2 separate regions of the Rattus norvegicus genome follow, and region 1 is linked to region 2. The links are chromatin contacts, called in public Hi-C maps. All regions are on one chromosome and are shown on one strand. Each heading gives the region's core, a stretch centred on a gene start, on an enhancer-like site or on the middle of the called end of the contact. The rest is flanking DNA. Distances are from core to core; before and after follow the strand shown.

Region 1 (2,700 bases), core at 135-2,634, 73 kb before region 2:
ACTCAGGGCCTTGTGCTTGCTAGGCAAGCCCTCTACCACTGAGCTAAATCCCCAACCCTTATTTTTTTTTTTTTTGGAGACAGGGCCTCTTTACATAACCCTGGCTGTCTGTGAATGCACAAATCTGACCATCTGTCTCTGACTGTTGGGTTTAAAGGAGCGTTCCACCAACACCTGGCTTTTGTGATCACTTCTCTGGTGTTCAGAAAGAAGCATCTTTTCCCACTGTTTTTCCGAGGGTGGGCAAGTTTCAGCCTGTACCCAAATCGTAAGAGCTGGGAGGAGGAAGGGCTTTGTTTGTTTAAATAACTTTCAGAGCAGGGTGGTCTCTGCTGTGGGTACAAGTCAGTTCTGATTGGTCAGGAGAGGTGAGTGAGCTTGACCTGTAGGATTTCTCTCTCTTAACTTCCTTCCTGGTGCTGAGCAGCTGCGGGCTTACTGTCCCTTCCAAGGGAACTTGATTTCTCCTTTTGAAATTGATAGTTCCAGTAGGCGGCAGCCCTTAATGATCAGAGGAAAGAATAATTGCTAGGGAATGAAAGGTTCGCAGCTTTTACCATGAGGGGAATGGAGCTCTGGGCTTTGTAGGGAGGCTGCCGTTTGTCCCATTCTGACTGGAGCACTGGGGCTGGAATCACAGGTCTGCATGTGCATGTAGCACATCTGAATGTGGTAGTGTCTGAAGGAGGAGGCAGGGACACAGGGCAAGCTTCGGCTATTACCACGTGACAGCCTTTCAAAGGATTTTACCTTTTTGTTGCCTTACTTGATTAGCTGGATCTCACACTGTGTTCCAGGATGGCTCAGAGCTCAGCATGGCACAGGCTAGCCCCCGACTCAGCACTTCACCTTAACCTCTGGATTGCCGAGATTACAGGTGTGAACCAACACACCTGCTGTAAAGGGTTTCTTTTCCACCCGATGAGAAGGTCAGAGGGTGAAACTTTACCAAGCCTGGTGGCCTGATCCATCTCTGAGATCCATGTTGTAGAAAGACAGACTCCGTTCCCTGGGTTCTCTGATTCCCACGCACATGCTGGGATAAATATAATGAGGATTTCTTTTCAAGACGGAATCCAAGCAGGTTGTGTGGAAGCGTAGGGACTTGACGTGTCCCTGAGTGCCCAGGGACTGGATTTTTCTTACTTGGTGAAAAGAAGATGTCAGAGGGGTTGTCCCACCTTGTCGTTTGGCCGGGAGCCCACTCACGGTGTGGAAGTCTTGGGAGTATTTCTTTACCCCTTGAGTTTTGTAACAACAGTTTTGTTGGACTGGGGAGCCTGGTCTGCTGCCACTCTTGTCTGAGGAGGGAGGTATCCGTGTGGGCTGAGGTGCTTGGCAGAAGGGCAGGCTTGGCGTTGGAGTCTGCAGAGCCTGGGAAGGCCATGGCTGTGGGTTAATAGACCTGGGGCTGCCAGCTGGCACAGAGTGTGGACGTGAAGAACCTGTGGTGACAGGGACTTCTGTAAGTGGACTGGAGGAGGGGGTGTGGACAGCCACATCCATAAATGGGTCTGGAGCTTGGGGAAGAGTCCAGGTCAGGGAGCCATACGCTAAGTAGGTCAAGTGGCTGCAAGCAACCTAGGAACGGGTGTGACTGAGTGACTGAAAGGGAGGAGTCTGTGAGATTGCCCCACCAAGCGAGGTCCTGCAGGTCTTGGCTTGCTCTCTACTGAGAGTTCTAGGCTGAACCCTGACGCCCACATGACCACGGGAGTGGGTAGTGCCTGCCCCAGGTGGAATCGTTTTCGTTTTGAAAGTTTCAACATTTGTTTGTTTTTCTGTTTACGGGTGCTTTACTTGAATGCTTGCGGTGCACCACGGGCACGTAGTGCCCATGGAGGCCAGAAGAGGGCGCTGGATGCCTGGAGCTGGAGTTCACACTGCTGTGGACTGCCTTGTAGTGGGCAACGGGAATCCAACCCAGTCCTCTGGAAGAGGAGTGGGTCCTCATAACCATCCCTCCAGCCTTCCTTTGAAAGGTCTGATGAAGAAAATCATGTCAGAGCCCTGAATACCTACTATACAGATTTTATTTCGACCCCAAATCTCCCTGCCAGATAGTTGAATGGATGTCAGTTCTGTGGGAAGTCAGAACATGACTTCACAGTGAGCGACTAACTCTTAACAGGGGGCTGCCTGAAGTCCTGGTCTTGGGCTACATGCACAGGAAGCTGCTGGGCCTTTTGTAGGCTCAGTCTTAGGGCTTTCAGCTGGGTGAGTGAAGCTGTGCTTCCTGAATTGGATGGTGTTTTCTGGGGCTGAATTCTCGTTATTGGGGCTTAAGATCCGCTGTGTTAGAGGGTTTCTCAGAGACTCACTTGCTCATGTGCCTGAAAAGACCAGGTTTGTCTTCCTGCATCATCCCCGTGTGCTCCCAGGGACCGAGATCCTTGCCCAACTGTTAGAATGGTCCTCAGCTGTCCTGAGGTGATCCTGGAGGACCAGGAACACCCTTTACCAGTAATGCTAGTGCAGGTTTTTAGGAAGGTGCTTCTTGGCCTGGTCTACACCCTGTCCCTAACCCAGGGCTGAGAAACCAGCCGGGTAAGCAAGTGTATGTTTCCCAAGGTAGGGTAGAGAAGTCCCAGCAGAGAGTTCTCCCTCCAGAGGGACTTCTCACAGGCAACTCTCAGGGAGGAGCATGGCCAGGCATGCTGCGTAGGAGAGTGGTTGGTGTATATATGCAGGCTGCTCTTA
Region 2 (2,700 bases), core at 144-2,643:
GTTGGGTGTTTAGCCCTTCGTTTTAGACGCCCATTGGAGCTCAGCGAACAGTGACATAGAGTGTGTTGAGTTTAGCAGTCTGGTGAAATGGAGGGCCCTGGTTCTCCTGTCTTGTCTTTGCTGCTTTGAGACACTTAGGTGCGGGTCAGGTCAGAGGCAGGGGAGTGGAAGATTGCAGATTAGTCTCCAAATTCTGTACCTGGAGGTGCCAGGGAGGACTCTGTCTCTGTGGCCCTCTCCGCCTTGGCCAGTCCCTCCCCGTGTCCCTTAGAAACAGGATAAGGAAACTTGCTCTCGTGTTAACACCGCGTGGGGCCAGAGCTGAGTATTTTCTAAAACACGTGCTAACAGTGGAAGCAGCGGGAGACTCTGGAATATTCCACGTTCTGGAATATGGGTTCGTTCAGGAGAAAGAGTTGAAGTTGGTCTTAATGCCTGGGAGGTGCCTTAAGTCACAGTGATGCCTCACGAGGGCAGAGGAGGGTATTGCAGAGTCCTGAGGCTCAGGGTTGCCACGTTTATGTGAGAACAGTTTTGACCCCGAAGGCTGTGTGCCTGAAGTTTATAACCAGGCCCATAACCATCAGGAATGAGGCTTTGGTACCCACAGGCTGCCGGGTGGCACCAGAGTTGTACGTGGGAGGCATTGATGGCACTTTCAGGGTGAGCAGAGGCTGCACGGGGAAGAGAAAGCCGAGCGTGTGAAGGTGTGTGCAGTTACTGGGCTAGTGACTGTGCTCTGGTCTGGAGGAGACACCTGTATGTGCTCTTTAGAGACAGAAGATGAGGACCCAGAGTGACTCGGGAGCCACAGAACTCTGCCTGGGCCCTTGTCAGCCTGGCATGTGGTGTTGCAGGGCCTGCTTGTCTCTTCCTGGAGTGGCTGCTGCCAGGTCTGTGCACGTACGACCCTGCTCTTGTGTGTTTCCAGCTGAAAGAGAAGAGCCAGGCGTGTGGAGGGAACTTGGGGTCAATAGAAGAGCTTCGGGGAGCCATCTACTTGGCGGAAGAGGCCTGCCCTGGGATCTCCGACACCATGGTGGCACAGCTTGTACAACGGCTGCAGAGGTAAGTGGCTCCGGGCTGGGACTGGGTTTCAGGAGAGGAGCCTGGTGTTGCTGGCCTGGCTTCCCAGACTAGGAGCTGTCGCAGTCTGCGGCTTGGTAATTCTCTGGGTTTTCTTGTTCTGTTGTCCCTTGGGCTGTGGGCTCACAGTAAAGCTCCTGGGGGAGAAGGCTTGTCCTGAGTTGGATAAAGTCTGGATTTCTGAGTCTGGAAGGGACCGCAGACCTTTGTATTTATAGCTCCAAAGAAACGCAAGAGCAGAGAGCGCCCCAGTCACATGGAGACCGTGCTCAGATACCAGAGGCTTTGGTGGAGTGGACTCTGAGCCGTGCCTAGAGCCTCTGCTCTGACCTCTGGGAGCTAGTTCCTGTCTCTGCCTGGTGGCTTTAGCCACATAGCCTCCTTGTAGAATAGTTATTACTACTGTTCAGGGCAAAAAATATAGTTTGCTTGTTGGCCTCCAGTCTTGAGGCCATTGAAAGAGGAGACAGTGTCTTTTTAAGATTGCCCTGATTTGACTCTTACAGGCCACAACACATTACAGAGTGAAGGAAAGTACAGCTTAAAACCCGGTCTGTGTGTTCACACCTGTAGAAGCTCTGTTTCCCTAACTTGGGATAACTTTCTCTTTCCTCCAGTGGCATCTGATTTTCATTTAAAAAGAGGGTTGTCACAAACAAAACAGAACTACATTCAGAAACTGCCTGTTTATTATCCTGCTTCCTATTTTCTGCTCGAAATACTAAGGTGTCACTTTTTCTGTGATGTGCGTGCATTCATGTGTGCACGCCGCGGTCACAGGTCCGAGGACAGCTCTCAGCAGTTGGTTCTCTTCTGCCCTTTTTTAATCCAAGGATCTAACTTGGGACACCAGGCCTGTCTGCCCTCTCACCCCAGTGAAGCCTGCTGGGTGGCAGCTGGCCTTGGCTTCCGCATAGTGGGCTGCAGGTCTACCACACTCAGATGTTATCACTTCAGGAGTTTTGCATGTGGTCCAGGGTTGCCTGATGTTATGTGAGTGGTTGGTAGGTGTGACTTGATTTCCCCAGGAGCTCACGCACAGGAAGTATGACAGGTATACACCTAGTTTATCCTCTTCTTGTTTCTGGATCTGTCTCCTGCTGAGACACCTAAGCTGGCAGCTCTAGTGGAAATGTGATAGGAGCCGCATAGAGAATTTCACTTACTTTAAGAATATTTTATTGATTATTACTGGGAGGGTGCACGTGCCCTCATGCGGATCCCAGGTCAGGATTATGTTGCCAGGCTCACAGCAAGCACCTTTGCCTGCTGGCCCCACATGTGAAGGTTTGGATATTTGGGTCTTAACATTGCCTGCCTGTCTCTCTGTCTCCGTGTCATTGTCCCCCACCCCAACCCCGTGTGTGTGTGTGTGTGTGTGTGTGTGTGTGTGTGTGTGTGTGTGTGTGAATTTTTGTGGTACTGGAGATTTAATTCTTGGTCTCGAGCATGCTAGGCAAGTATTCTACCACTGAGCTGAGTCCCCCGGCCTACCCACACATGGAATTTTAAATTTTCTAGAAACTATATCAAGAACATAAAGAGGAACATGCAAAATTAATTTTAATTTTAATTAAAGTATTAACTTTAATAAGTTCCTGCTTCAGCGGATAA

What was found. Hi-C and Micro-C count contacts between places; a contact is called where the count stands out from the background.
Region 1: a Hi-C map of liver shows a contact between it and region 2, with 2.8 times the contacts expected there. The contact joins two enhancer-like sites. A contact is called at or near these places in 7 of 12 Hi-C or Micro-C datasets (the Rat2 cell line, Schwann cells, hepatocytes and 3 more).

What each region holds. Positions count from the first base shown.
Region 1 is chr15:104,848,230-104,850,929 of GRCr8, reverse strand. All of the region lies in intron 1 of Stk24 (serine/threonine kinase 24), which reads left to right. Among named protein-coding and RNA genes, the nearest start is that of Stk24, 16 kb to the left of the region's middle. Within about 2 kb of position 1,384, at least 17 of the 93 cell types and tissues checked have an H3K27ac peak or open chromatin away from gene starts, as enhancers often do. A contact at or near this core is called in liver, where this site is marked.
Region 2 is chr15:104,775,029-104,777,728 of GRCr8, reverse strand. It overlaps Stk24 (serine/threonine kinase 24), which reads left to right. Exons shown (of 11, transcript NM_001127494.1): 10 at 932-1,068. Among named protein-coding and RNA genes, the nearest start is that of Stk24, 89 kb to the left of the region's middle. Within about 2 kb of position 1,393, at least 4 of the 93 cell types and tissues checked have an H3K27ac peak or open chromatin away from gene starts, as enhancers often do. A contact at or near this core is called in liver, where this site is marked.